Linked DNA regions of Sus scrofa: region 2 is linked to region 1. The links are chromatin contacts, called in public promoter capture Hi-C maps. All regions are on one chromosome and are shown on one strand. Each heading gives the region's core, a stretch centred on a gene start, on an enhancer-like site or on the middle of the called end of the contact. The rest is flanking DNA. Distances are from core to core; before and after follow the strand shown. Region 1 holds the start of LOC102160111. Region 2 overlaps LOC110255546 (a long non-coding RNA gene).

What was found. Promoter capture Hi-C pulls out the DNA fragments that hold promoters and counts their contacts.
Region 2: a promoter capture Hi-C map of fetal liver shows a contact between it and region 1, with 3 times the contacts expected there. The contact joins the enhancer-like site here to the promoter of LOC102160111 in region 1. A contact is called at or near these places in 2 of 5 promoter capture datasets (fetal liver and liver), 16 of 47 Hi-C or Micro-C datasets (alveolar macrophages, blood, embryonic fibroblasts and 10 more) and 2 of 2 datasets of contacts at active chromatin or transcription factors (alveolar macrophages and skeletal muscle).

What each region holds. Positions count from the first base shown.
Region 1 is chr9:134,855,904-134,862,967 of Sscrofa11.1, forward strand. LOC102160111 reads right to left here and starts at 3,514. Exons shown (of 4, transcript XM_013989671.2): 1 at 3,335-3,514; 2 at 2,482-2,590. The coding sequence starts at 3,499. LOC102160321 (a long non-coding RNA gene) reads left to right here and starts at 3,605. Exons shown (of 3, transcript XR_001304238.2): 1 at 3,605-4,066; 2 at 5,055-5,886; 3 at 6,711-7,064.
Region 2 is chr9:135,090,452-135,097,515 of Sscrofa11.1, forward strand. LOC110255546 (a long non-coding RNA gene) reads left to right here. Exons shown (of 3, transcript XR_002336089.1): 3 at 3,624-4,084. Among named protein-coding and RNA genes, the nearest start is that of CD46, 15 kb to the left of the region's middle. Within about 2 kb of position 4,045, at least 33 of the 83 cell types and tissues checked have an H3K27ac peak or open chromatin away from gene starts, as enhancers often do. A contact at or near this core is called in alveolar macrophages, fetal liver, liver and 5 more, where this site is marked.

The sequences.
Region 1 (7,064 bases), core at 2,264-4,763:
ACCTTTGCAAGTCCCAGGGGACACAGTCAACCCAGAACGCCGGGTCTCTACCCTGGACGGGGTGTATCTGGCGGGGAGGTTCGGTACACACGTGTGTCTGGGTGTGTCATCACGCAGGTCTGTGCAGGGCCCACCGGCATGGTGCATGTGCGCTCACACCTCCAGGCCCCGGCCGTGTGGACCTGTGCATTGGGTTCCATGGTCCCGTCTCGGGTTTAAATCCAGCACGGCAGCGTCAGTCTTTACGAATGGGCTTGTTTTCTCCCCCGCTCCCCACAGGCCCCTGTGCTCATAAACAAAAGGTTTTAGGTGACTTTCCAATAGTAAAATGAGTTATTTCCTGACTGACTTATTTCCTCCTCTAACTGTACACGGACCGCCCCCCTCGACTTACGGAGGAAGAAAGACAAAAGGCCAGGACTCAGGCTGACCGTGGGCGCCTGTACACACTTTCACAAGGAGCGGATGGGGCGTGGTTTTCAGAGCAAACGCCGAGGGCCCCTGGGGTCTTCTTGACGGAGATAAACACCTGCAACCATCCCCAGCCCACCTCACACCATCAGGGCTTCCTACTCTAGAACTGCGTATATATTTTAAGGTGCAAACATTAACACCGATATCTCAGTTTTTTAAGATAAAAATACCAATAATAATTCACCACTGCCACCGCCACCCCCAGTTACCCTAAGGCTGCTGCTAGTTTCTCCATTAGCAAGTGGGAACAGGGGGCGGGGTAAGGCGGTGGAGAGCACCGCCTGCCCTCCTTCTGTCCCCCCAAGAAATGGAGGTTCAGCTGTGGCGATCGCCCCGCCTGGTCTAAAAGCAACTGGACAGACAGCCTAAGCAGCAGATTCTCACCGCCTCTTTTCAGAGACATACAGTTTACGAAAGTGGGCAGAAAGTTCGAGACCAGATTCCCACCTCCTCCTTGGACAGGAGGGAAGACGGAGGGCTGGGAAGGAATTTGGCCTTGCCTAAGCTCAGCGTCCAGGCTCTCCTGCCTCCCCCTCTCCATCTCGTTACTCTCGAGGGTGGGACAGAAGAAAGGGGTGGTAGAGGGAAGAGTCCCCGATCCAGGGAAGGCACGAAAGAGAGCCACAGGAGAGCATCTCGGAAGGCACAGAAACCCCCTCTCCAGCTGACGGTTCCTCTGCAGCCCCGACTTCCCTCCCAGGGAGTCCAAGGTGTGCACCGCCTGCCCCAGCCCCCTCCGGCTGATCTGCTTAACCCAGAGACACTATTTCTCCCGCGCTTTGATCCTGCAGGCGCCGGCAGTTTTTTGTTCTATTATTCACTGCTGCACTGTCTCTCCCTTATTACAGACTGTGGCCGGCCTGCCCACTGCCTCCCCAAGGCCACTGGCTCATGTCCATCAGTAACTCAGTAACAGTGACTGCGTCTGAGATGCCTTTGGGGAGAGGGGTTTGCACCACTTCCGAATCAGAGTTTTCTATAAACCTGCTTCTGGGAAGAGAGTAGGAGAGGAAGACAATATAGGCATAAAAATTACAGACGTGACTGCAAAGAGGCTAAGAGGCATGTCTCCTCCGCCCAGCTGACTGCGCAGGGTTTGGAGGCAAAAGCTCTTGCGTGCGTGTCCCCCAGAGCAGCCAGGACGCAATCAGACATCAGTCACTAGCACGTATTTAACGAGGGAATGCGGGACGGAGCGTCTCCTCCCAAGCCTCAAGCCCATTTCCTTCAAAGACAAGGGAAACAGCACAGAGTCTCGTGGCACTTCTACCTATCTATACAGCACGGGGGAATAAATTCGTTTACCCACAGTCCACACACACACACACACACACACACACACACACACACACCAGAGAATGTAAGACCTATGCAGGCATAGGCTGTATCCCCAACACCGAGCACAGTGCCCAGCACATAGTAGGTCCTCAACTAATGTGTGCAATAAATGAATGGACTGGGTCTCCCGAGCCCTGGGGTTTCACTGCAGCTCAGCCACCAGCTTGCTGAGTCACACGGGCCAGTCCCTTCCCCTCTCTGGGTCTCAATTTGTCCCTCTGGGTCTGGAGGGCTTTGGGCCAGATTTCCAGGGAGGTCACCCAGTCTAGACATTTCTTGAAGAAGATCACCAGTGTCCCCATACAGAGTCACCCTGTGAGCCTTCCAGGCCCCTGTTCTGCCCCTGGCATCTTCCTCCACAGGAAATCTCCATGGGCACCTCCATCACCAGGTGCTTGGAGGACCTGGGAGAAGTGGGTATGAAGGGGTGATATAGTCCAACACCGTTATCTACGGCCGGGGCGAATGTTCGGCGACTAAAGAAATGCCCTCGGATGGAATGCACGGCTTCGGCAACAGGGGCAAAACTTTCTTAAGTTCGTACCTTCATCCCTTTGTTTTTTCCTTTTTGGCCACACCCACCATATGTGGAAGTTCCCAGGCCAAGCAGCCCCAGCAGTGAAAACGCCTGATCCTTAACCTGCTGAGCCACCAGGGGTGTCCCCATACCTTCATTCCTGAAGTTGCTCTCCTCCCACCAAAATTCCAGGCACTGGAAGCCCCTGTGGTGACACTGGATGGTATCCATCAACAGAGCGGAGCCAGCAGCTGGGAGAGCCTGAGAAACAGGGGAAGCCCTAAAGAAGCCGTTTGCCAGCAGGCAGCCCTAGAAATACAGGTGGAGCGGAACAGGGGCAGAGGCCAGGGTCGCCTTTGATGGATACATCTTTAAATCTCCAAGGAGAGAAAACCCACCCCAAACTGACTGCTCCAGACAAGCAGAGGGTGGGGCCACAGAAGACTCTGAACAACTCAGAGTCGGGAATTAGGGGAGGACGGGGCCTGCCCAGGAGAGCAACTGTATGCAGAGAAGTGTATGCAGTGTGGCTCCCTCTGTGGACTAAGGCACAGGAGTCTCCTTCTCCTGGGGGCGTTCACCCTCCTCAGCTAAGCCTTCGCTGCTGGGCCCCCTTCAGACATTGTTCTGACTGGGTGGGTCCCCACCTCGCCTCTCTGGAACTGTTACTAGTCCATGTCTTTGTTGGGCTGGCAAAGGGGTAGCGGGTATCCCCCAGTTTACTGGCCCGGGAGGTGGAATTTGTAGGCTGGCCAGGGTAGCTCTTAATTCCTTCATTCTAAGTCTTGATCCAAACACTGCAACACCCCCACCGCCTACGCCGCCGCCTCCTGCCCGCAGCCGCAGCGCTGTTTTGCCAGGAGCGCCTAACTCAAGGTCAGCGAGCCCTCAAGGCCAGGAGGAGGGGAGGAGGGGGTGGTGGTTCCCAGCACTGCTGTCACCTGACCCTTCCTTTGCAGGCTGCTGACTCCCAAACAATACGGTCCACGCCGGTTTGCAGAGTACCTTCCGTCTAGTTTTCCAGGAATCCATTCCCACCAAACAAACACGCGGGTTCCCGTGGCCCTGCGCGGACCTGGAAAAACACCGCTCTTGGCTGGGCTCCCAGCGGGCCGCTTGCGGTCTGCTCCGGCCAGCGCGGCCCAGGCTGGATGGACGAGGCCCTGCCATGGCGCCCAACTTCCACTAGAGGGAGGCCTCGGGCCGCACAACGTGCCACCGCGCCCGGCTCGCCCGCGCCTGCGCGGAGCAGCGGCTGCCCCCGACCCGGCGCGCGCCTCGCGCTTCCGGCGGCCGGGATGGCCAGGGTGCCTGTGGGCCGCGTGTCCTGAGCGCAGGTCCTTCGGTCCTGGGAGGGAGCCGTGGGCGGATTTCAGCCCTCCGGGCCGGTCAGTCTTGCTCCGAGACCCTGGAGATGCGATAAGCGGCAGGAGCTGGTGTCGCGCCGCGAGTTTGGGAAGAATCCCCGGCGGCTGGGAGGCCGGACGGCCGCCCTGCCTTAAACCCAGGGCCGATTTCTTCGGGCCTCAGCGGCCCGCCTCGCACTTTCCGGCCGCCCCGGCAGCCCCTCCTCCGGTCCACTGTTTGGCCATCTATCTGGCTCCTCGCCAAGCAGGGTGGCCTTGAGGCCTTATGTTCAGAAGTCGCACCGACCTGGAGGCCCGGGTGCGCGGAAGGGGCACTGCAACGACCAGTTTACAAAGAGCCCCAGGACCAGAGGACCGGACTGCTCTTACTGTAAGCTTCACGGTCAGAGCAGGAAACGACCTCAGAGCTCAGCCAGGCTCGGATGAGATAACTGGAAAAGTACATGGTCCAAGGTCACAGAGTTTGCTGGCGAGGAGCAAATCCAACCGCTCCAGTCCCGACTTGGACCCTCCGCCCCAGCTCTTGGGAGAATCGGGGCTCCTTACAAGGGCCGCAGGCATCGTCTGCCCCTGCTTAGCTCCACACACCCCACCCTCTTCTCCGGCTCATCTTGATCTCTAGGCTTTGCTAAATGCCATGAGCCCAGCCTCCCGCAGCCCCTGCCTCTGCGGCCGCGGCGGCAGCAGCAGCAGCAGGCTCACTGCGACTTGTCAAGTCCTCAGTTCACACACCATTTCCTCTGGAAAGCTTTCCAGCCTTTCCCCGCGCCCCTCCCAGGGAGCGCTCTCCAACAGGGCGTTCTGGGAATCCCATGCAGAATCCCATGCAGAACCATCCCAGCGTCCCCTTCTCCCCGAAGACTTCCAAAGGCCTCACCAGCCTCTAGGCCAGCCCTGAGCTCACCATGGGGATTCCGTGGACAGGTGATGAATGAGTGAATGGGTCAGAGCCAGCCTATCTCGGCCCCCAGTTTCTGGGCCTGGGTACTTCCCACTCTGTTGCCCACTGGCCCTTTACCTCTGGTAACTGAAGTGAGATTTATGGCATGGAAGCACCCAGGCTATATGGCAAAGGTGGGGAAACCAAGTCAGAATGAGAGCCAGTTCTTGGAAGACTGTTAGATCCTTGCTTCTGCAGCCAAGGGAGTAATTTTCCAACGCTGCGTTTTCCCTGTCACTGCACTCTGCGTGGGAATTTCTAACTTAACGGTATTCTTGTCATTTCCCTCGGCGAAATGGCCTCACGAAGATTTCAAACTATGGGCCTAGGATTTGACAGAGGGCTTCGAGGGGCTTCATGTGGCCACTTCAATCAAAGCAGCACCATTTTCCTTTTCTTTTCTTTTTTTATTTTCCAGGTAGTTCTTGTGAAAAAGAAAAGGAGCCAATGTTTCCATTAATGCTTCAAGAATGTTCAGAACTCGACGGCGCCAAAGGATTGCAGAGCAGAGCGGCTGAAGAGCCGTGAACAATTCCAAAGGCTGTGGCCTCCATTCCCAGTGAAGCCCGAATTACAACTTGCCAACCTACTAAGCCTTCCTCCTCCTCTTTCACGTGGATCCGCGTTTCTTGTTCTTCATTGCTTCGTCTTCCCTTAGAGCGAAGGAATCTGTCATTTAACGGGGGATACACCGAGGAGCCAAGAGTTTATCTTTTCAGCCTGTGTCACAGTTGGAGGGAAAGTTGCTAAGTGACTTCTTAAGAAGAGAGAGAGTAGGGCATTTTCTGTTTTCCCTTCACAAAACATTTTGTTGTTGTTTGAGGCCTTAGTTGTTTTTTATTTTTTCCTTCCGGTGGGCCCCCTACCCAGAGAGGTTCAGGTCCCTGGAAGAGAAACTTTACCGATGTGATTACGTTAAGAATCTTAAAGAGATTATCCTGGATGGTCCAGTGGGCCCAGTGTAATCGGAAAGGTCCTTACCAGTAGGAGGTGGGCGCGTCAGAGTCCATGTGTCAATGGAAGCAGCGGCTGGAGTGGATGCAGTGGGAGAAAGACCCAGCCGAACAATGATGGCTTTGAACATTGGAGGAAGGGGACCCAGGTCCCAGAATGCAGGTGGCCTCGGAAAGGGAGAAAAAGTCGGGAAACAGAGTCTTCCTTTGAGCCTCCAGGGGGAACACAGTCTTGCCGACACCTTGAATTGAGCACACTGAGACCAACTGTGGACTTGCGGCCTTCGGAGCAGGAAGGTAAGACACGTGCGTTCTTTTTAAGCCACTCCATTTGAGGTGATTTATCCCAGCAGCAGTAGGAGACTCATACCCCGCCAAAGGGGAAATTCCTGCCCTTCTTTCCACTTTAATGGAAAGAAGGGGGTTCCCTGGAGACAGAAGACCACTGGACTGGAGCTGTTGGGAGGGGAGTGCGCGCCTGCGGTTGGGGGAGGAGTGGTAGGGGCTCCCTGGACATACGCACATCCTTCGTCATTCCAAAGGGGTGAAAGCCAGCACCACGGGCTGCTATCTGTGTGGCACTTCCACGCACTGTTTTAGCCTTTAACTCCATGTGGCCACTTTTATTTCCCTTGTTATTGGCCTGGAAGACGCCCAGATGGTATTCATCTTTTTTTTTTTTTTTTTCTTTTTAGGGCCACACCTGCAGCATATGGTTCCCAGGCTCGGGGTTGATTGGAGCTCCAACTGCCTGCACCACAGCCACAGCCACACCAGGTCCAAGCCGAATCTTCGCCCTTCACCACAGCTTATGGCAACCCTGGGTCCTTAAGCCACTGAGTGAGGCCAGGGATCGAACCCCACATCCTCATGGATACTAGTTGAGTTCTTAACCCACTGAGCCACAACGGGACCTCCCGGCATTCATCTTTATGTCCCTTTTGTTCCTAGTGCCTTTTTCGATTCCATGAGGCATTTCACACTTCCCAGAGCCCTAGTGTGGCCATATTCATTTTGCGTCTTAGCACAATTCTCATAAAGTCAGGCAAGACTGGTAGTAGTCGTATTAATATTTTTCATGTTGTACGAAAGACAAGCATTCAACTTTCTCTGACACCTAGGCTCCTGTTGCTCCAGTATTCCTTCCATTTTCTCTGCAAAGTGAATGCCTGAGCACCAGTGAGGAAGCCGAAGCACTTGCAGATGTCTAAAGGTCCTGAAACTGGGCTCTGGGGGGTCCAGGGTTGCTATGGGGACCACCTGGCTTCTTCCCTCTTAACATAGGAGGAAATTATTTTGTCCACCTGGTGGTGGAGGGAAAACTCCACAGCAGAGAAACCCATCCTGCTTCTCAAGGACACTGAGGGATGTTGATGGGAAGAGGGAAAAGGCCCCTCCGGGTGCCGGAGGCAGGCGAGGCCAACCTCGGGGGTCCCCGCTGTGCGCCAGTGCTTCTTCATGGACTGTCCTAAGGA
Region 2 (7,064 bases), core at 2,795-5,294, 240 kb after region 1:
AAAATCTTCACAGTCTGATATAGTTCAGGGGTCAGCAAACTTGCCCTCTTAAGGGCCACTAGTAAATATTTTGGCTTTGTGTGCCATGTATTCTCTGGGTCTCTATGGTATGTACTCAGTATATACTCAGTTTTGCTTTTGTAATGTGAAAGAACCGTAGACATTAGGTAAGAAATGGTGTGGCTGCATTCCAGTGTAACTACAAAACGGTTCCTTTTTAGTTCAGTGGTTTCTGCTTTTCGATCTGTGCGCCACTTTGGATTGTGGCATAATTTCCATTTACACCCCACACCTTAAGCAAATAGCTACATGTTTATTACACATAGCTTATAGTCAGGCTACTTTGAGTAGGTAGACTAAGGGATAAGATATGGTATAATCCCAAGTGGAGGAGGACAGAAAGGAGAAAGCAGTCATAGGCGGTCAGGAGAGGTAGAGGATGCAGGGGAAGTCAGAGAGGGGAGGAGGTAAAAACCGCCTCCACAGGGTCCTCAAGAGATCCTACACATTTAAGGGATTTGGAGGACTTGGAGACACACCCAATTAACAAGTGTTTGGGTTCCATAAGAGAAGAACTACTTCTCCAGGTTCATGGCATAAATGCACAAAATTATAGGAATGCTTTGACAAAACAGTGCCTGCATCCGAATCATCACCCCAAATCACCGGAAACAACAATAATCCAAAAAACTACAAAAACAAAAAAAACCCAACAACAACAAAGTTGTTTCCAGCTGCTGAAGTACTTTCCACCTTCTTTGGTATCAGTGATCCAGCTAATGCAATATCATATTCAAATCCTCTTTCCATTGTCAACATTCGAGTTGTTGAAAAAAACTTGTGTTCTGTTTATATATTAGGTACCTGCTATTTTCTTGATTTGTTTGCAGAGTTTAAGGATGAGCACCATTGCTTTCTTAGGGATATAAGTGGATAATCACTCTTAGATTTTTCACCTGTATTATTGCTAATTGACAATGGAGAAAAAATAGGAAAACTACCTCATTATCTAAGTTTCAGTTTTTGAAAGAAATTAGTAGCTTTAATTTTGAGATTTAGAGAATAATTTGCCTCAAGTTTCTGAACTATTTGCAAGGTATCTGATAGGAAGAACGTAACCAAATGCCAACTTTCAAGGCTTCAATAAAAACTTTCCCTAGGAAATAATAATAAAACCATACTATACAGTGTGTCAAAAGACTCTTAAGTGCCCCCTTAGACAATTGTCCATGCCTTAAAATAGCACATTTCACTATCCCCAAAGTAATTTTCATTGGTGAATATTGTTCACCACAACGTTGTGACATTAAGGCCTTACACTGTGAGTGACTTTGCATTTCAGTCTTACACAAGGCTTCCTTCTTCCCTGGTAGTGAAGAAGTAAGTTCTGTTTCCTGTACAATTAATATCCACAGTTAGGAGAGCAGCAGTAGTTGTCATGAAGCTATATGAGAATTGACAGTAAATACAAGTGTTTAATCATTTCAAAACAAATGTCGGTAATAATCCTGTGTCCATAACAGTAGTTAACTTTTCTAACATTCATCCTAAGTGCGGCACTGTGTTAAGAGAGGTAGAGAATATCATTTCCCCTATTTTACAGGAAAGGAAAGGAAAGTTTAGGACAAATTAGGCTCTTGCGAGGGTCTCACAGCTAGTAAATGAGTGTGAACACAAGTCTTACTGATTACAAAGCCCAGGGTCTTACCTGGTATGTTTCCCTGCCTCTTTCTGGGTCATTTAATAAGCACTTCATTTTACATAATGAAATGATGACTCAAACAAGACCAGTGCCTTTATATTTCAAGTCTGGGTTGGCATTAGGGATTTAAGGACGGAAGCACAGAGAATTCACTCACTCTACCCCTTCCTGGAACTCCCTAGTACCCAGTTACTCTTCATCCTCTCAAGGAAGTTTGATAAGGGCAACGCTTGAGACAAAGAGGAGATTGTGAGTCAGAAGCAAGATTTTCACCAGATGAGGAAGGACAACTTGAGATTCATGCATGACGAAGCGTGGAGGGCTGGGCAGCCATGTGGTGTGAGTTCCAGGGAGCAGTGACCAGGTGGCTGGGTGAGTAATGGCCTGAAAGGATCTTGGATGATGAGTGGTACATGGGCTGTGAGAGGACACAAGCTTAGTGAGTGTATGTTCAAAGAATGGCAGTGCAGGTGGTTCATGGCAGTCGATGTGAACATAGGGTAGCACCGGGAGCCTTTGCAGAGAGTGGCCTTCACAGCTTTGAACTCCATGCGTGATACCAGTAAAGATTTAAAGAGTTCCTGTCATGGCGCGTGGCTCAGTAGTATCCATGAGGATGCAAGTTTGATCCCGGCCTCACTCAGTGGTTTAAGGATCTGGTGTTGCCATGAGCTGTGGTGTAGGTTGCAATGCCAGATCCACAGCTCGGATCTGGCATTACTGTGGCTATGGCTGTGGCTGGCAGCTATAGCTCTGATTGGTCTCCTAGCCTGGGAACCTCCATATGCCTTGACTTTGCCAAATTTATTGATGAGCTCTAACAGTTTTCTGGTAGCGTCTTTGCTATGCCTAGGGTTTTCTAGGCATAGCCTAAGTCTTAATAATGAGCTGGTCACTGAATTCCTCTGTACCTTGGAATCCTGTTTTTTTCTTTTTTCTTTTTTACTGCCTCACCTGCAGCATATGAAGTTCCAAGGCCAGGGGTTGAACTAGAGCTGTAGTTGAGGCCTACACCACAGCCCCGGCAGCACTGAGTGAGGCCAGGGATTGAACCCACATACTCGTGGAGACAACACTGGGTCCTTAACCCACTGAGCCACAGCACCACCTTGGAGTCTTTTGTACTTCTTTGGGATAACAAAACTGTTGAGCCTCCATCGCTCACAAAGTTGTTTTGAGAACCAGAGACGATGGTAAAGCATTTTGCAAACAAGCATGTTAGCCGTCGTTATTCTTATTCTTAATCTTGACTACTGTACAAGTGGATCAGACAGCAGTAAGTGAAGTTAATTGTGGTCCCTGCTCACAAGGAGCTCATTTTCTGTGCAGGGGCGTAGAGGGGCGTGTAGAGGAGACCAGGAGGACACGAGGACTTGATGAGTGTGGAAACGCCCAGCGCAGGGGCAGGAAACGCAGAGGGTTCTATGACTGCATGTCTCCCACACCCGCATTCCTGACCTCTCTTAACTCAGCTCTGTATTTTCATAACCTTTATCCCCTGATAATGTCATGAAATAAATATCGTGTTTATAGTCTCTGCCTCCCCTAGAATGCAAACTGTCTGGGCAAGGATTTCTGCCCATGCTCCCAAATGGACACATAAAAACTGTCCCTGGCACAGAGAGGAGCTTAGTAAGTATTTACTAAATGAAAGGTGTCTTAAACGCCAATTCAGGGAGTTACCACGAAATGAAACATCCTCGGTTTCTGAATTGTCTCTGGCAGCAGAGGTGGACGTCAGCCTTGCCCTTCCAGGCCTGGCTCGATCCTGTGTCTCCCACAGAGCAGGCCCTGTCGCTCTGCACCCATCTGGGATGCTTTCTCAGCTCTGACTGGCTGGATGGTGGTTAAGGCCCTCTGCACTCTTACAGATACGCCTGTGTCTAATGTGCCATCACATGGCATTTTCTTCTTCGCCTAGGAGGAAACCTTGAACTCCAGATAAGAATAATCAGTCCTTCCAACGTAACTGCGCATGCCTAGCTGTCAGCCCCACCAGCGTGGACACGTGACTGAAGAACGCATCAGCCCAGCTGCCTGTAAGGGAAGGGACTTCTGCATTCTTTTTTAAGCACAGGACTGCCCTCTTGAATTTTAGTTACGCATTATTTATAACATGAAAACAAATGGCATTTTGTTCCCCCGAGAAGTGACTCAAGCTAAAAATCAAACTTTTAAAAATGTTTTAAAATGTTCATAAATTACACATAATAGGTTTCATCGTGAGTTGCTTACTCACTTGGGAGGTTTGCTTCCTGGAATTTTTTGTTTTTTTCCGTTTTAGGGCCACACCCATAGCTTATGGAAGTTCCCAGGCTAGGGGTCAAATCTTGAGTCAGCGCTGCCGCTGCCGGCCTACACCACAGCCACAGCAACACTAGATCTGAGCCGTGTCTGCAACGTACACCACAGCTCACGGCAGTGCCGGATCCTCAACCCACTGAGCAAGGCCGGGCATCACACCCAAGTCCTCAGGGGTACTAGTTGAGCTCTTAACCTGCTGAGCCACCACGGGAACGCCTCTCGACCTTGAAAATTGAGTAGGACCGTGACCTTTCCCACGGCCACTTCCCTGGCCGCCCTCTGTCCGAGAGAGGATGCTCCTGCCACGGACACGACACTTTGAGAGGAGGGAGGAAAACAGCAGGCAGGTTTTCAGGGCTGAGATGCATGAAGAAATGGTATGTGATCTGAGGTTGCTTAGATTAGACAAGATGACCGTTTCTGAAGAAATAACTTTTTATGAAATGGTTATCGAATCTTAATTACGCTTGAGGATTACTCATGAGCGTGTGCTCCTAAACTATGTGGGTGAAACAAATCAATAGTTAGACTTGGGAATTTGACCGTCCCGCTGATGAGCCCAGGATAGTCCACGGGGACAGGGAATGAAGTCGTCGGGGGCGGGGAGGGGCATTGGGTCTACGAGGGGGGAAGGATCAGGTGTCCCAGAGCCTGTTAACTGCAGACTGGTTCAGAAATAGGAAATTAGAAGTCCTAACTACTTTAATTCAGCCTCAGTTTTTTTAAAGCCTACCATTTTTAAAAATCAACTCATAAATAATAGTGTTACTAAATGAGGAACTTTAAGGGGAAAAGCCTCTGACACAGTAAAGCATCAGACTACTTGCATTTTCTCTTTGTAACCAAGAAGGGCAAAGTGCATTTTCATACCAAGCAGGTTACAGAGGACCTCAGCGAGGACAGACAATGATTTAACCTAACTTTAAGTATCTCCTAATTATTTATGTGTTCCTGACTAGATTGTTTGCAAGAAGTTCTGTGATATTCTGCTTTTTATTTTATTTATTTATTTATTTGTTGTCTTTTTTAGGGCCACACCTGCGGCATATGGAGACTCCCAGGCTAGGGGTCTAATCAGAGCTTCGGCTGCCAGCCACGCCAAAGCCACAGCAACTCGGGACCCAAGCCGCGTCTGTGACCTACACCACAGCTCACAGTGACACCGGATCCTTAACCCACTGAGCGAGGCCAGGGATCAAACCCGCAGCCTCATGGTTCCTAGGCAGATTCCTTAACCACTGAGCCATGACAGAAACTCCTGTGATATTATGCTTTTTAAAAAGCTTTTATTGGCATCCTTTCTGACGTATCAAAACCTGAGCTTCTGTAACGCTTCTTTAGGAGACTGAATGTGCTGAGAAGGTTTGCTCTAGAAAACCATTCATTTGAAGTGAAAAACCGTTTCTCATGGGTATAGAGTTGGCTGCCCAAGCGTATTGATCGCATTAACTCTGACCTCACTGATTTTGCTATAATTAAATCAACTGTTAGAAAATCTGTGTACATTCTCTTGCCAGGCAAAATGTTTATTTAGTAAAAGGTGTTTATAAAGGATTTATGATTATTTTTTAATTCCCAAAGTCTCAGTTCTTCCACACTGGCAGCCTGGAGATGTGTGCCAGTGGAAGACACTCTCAGACCTCTAAGATAGTATATGTACGTAGAGGTCAGAGGCTGAGGCCTCACAGCAAAACTGGAATACCAGCTGTCTCATCGACACTTCTGGAAAAACCCCCTGATCTGCTTATCTTTTCTTCTGTAAAACTCGAGTCCTTAAAACATTTTTAAAAAAGTGTTCTTAGTGTCATATATATTTATTTTAATGTAAATACGTCTCTGTCCTTAATGTGTGTCAAGTGTCTTTATAAGAATGACTTCATCTGTTTATGTCAGTTTTTGTTTTTGTTTGGTTTTTAGGCTTTTGGTCTTTTTTTTTTTTTTTTTTTTTTTTTAATGCCTTCTTTTATTTTCCTTTGGCTTCCAAGAAGGGGCAACTACAATTTTGAACATTTCCTAGGAGAATATGGGTGTCCTAACCCTTTTTTTGTGCTTTAGAATTACCCAAGAGGATACAGTGGTGCATAAAATAAGGAGACTCTTACCAGAGAACCCGGCAGCCAAACAAGGTAGTTGAGCGCATGGAAAATATAACCTGCAGGGGTTTTTGTTAAATTCAGGTTTAGTTAATTTTCAATATTGTGTTAATTTCTGCTGTACAGCAGCGTGATTTATACATATGTATGCAGACATATACATACGAATGTACACATTTGTATATTTTATATACACAAGCACACCCATAGATATATGTACACTTTTTTGTAATTTTTTCCATGACGGTTTATTACAAGATGCTGACTAGTTGCCTGTGCTCTCGGAGGACCTTGTTTATCCATATTCTATATCCAACAGTTTGCATCTGCGAATCCCAAGCTCCCAATCCTTCGCTGCCCGCCTCGCCTTTGGCAACCACAATTCTGTTCTCTACATCTGTGCGTCTGTTTCTGTTCTACAGCTAAGTTCATTTGTGACCTATTTTAGATTCCATATGTAAGTGATCTTCAGCTTCCTCCTGGGGTGCGTCAGCAGCAACCCGGGTCTTGAGGCTGGAGGGCGGAAGGAAGGGAGAGTGCAGGCCGTCCCTTCCTGTCTCTGGTGCGTCTGGCAGCATCTGCTTTGGGGACGTCCCCAGGTCCCCCAGCCCAGTGGACTTCTCAGCTGGCCTCCACCCACGTGACTGGGGTTTGATGTGCAGTTCCGTTTTCAGTGGCTTCTTTCCTGATGGCAAACCTCCGCTCAGACCCAGACCCGGTCAGTGTCGCCTCAGCCTCTGGCTCCCTGAGCTGGGCCAGCCTGCAGCCCGTGAAGACTGCGTCTGATCCCTCAGACCCAGGGCCAGGCTGAGCATGCCACGGGTCCCCTCACTCTATGCCGTGGGGCGCTGGTCCTGATCGCACCCCTCCCACGAAAGTGTGCCTGCGGGGTCCCGCGTGGTAAAGCAGAGGGAACGCAGACCCTGGGCAGTTACCAGCGAGAGAAGGGCTGGTCCTCCTGCGCG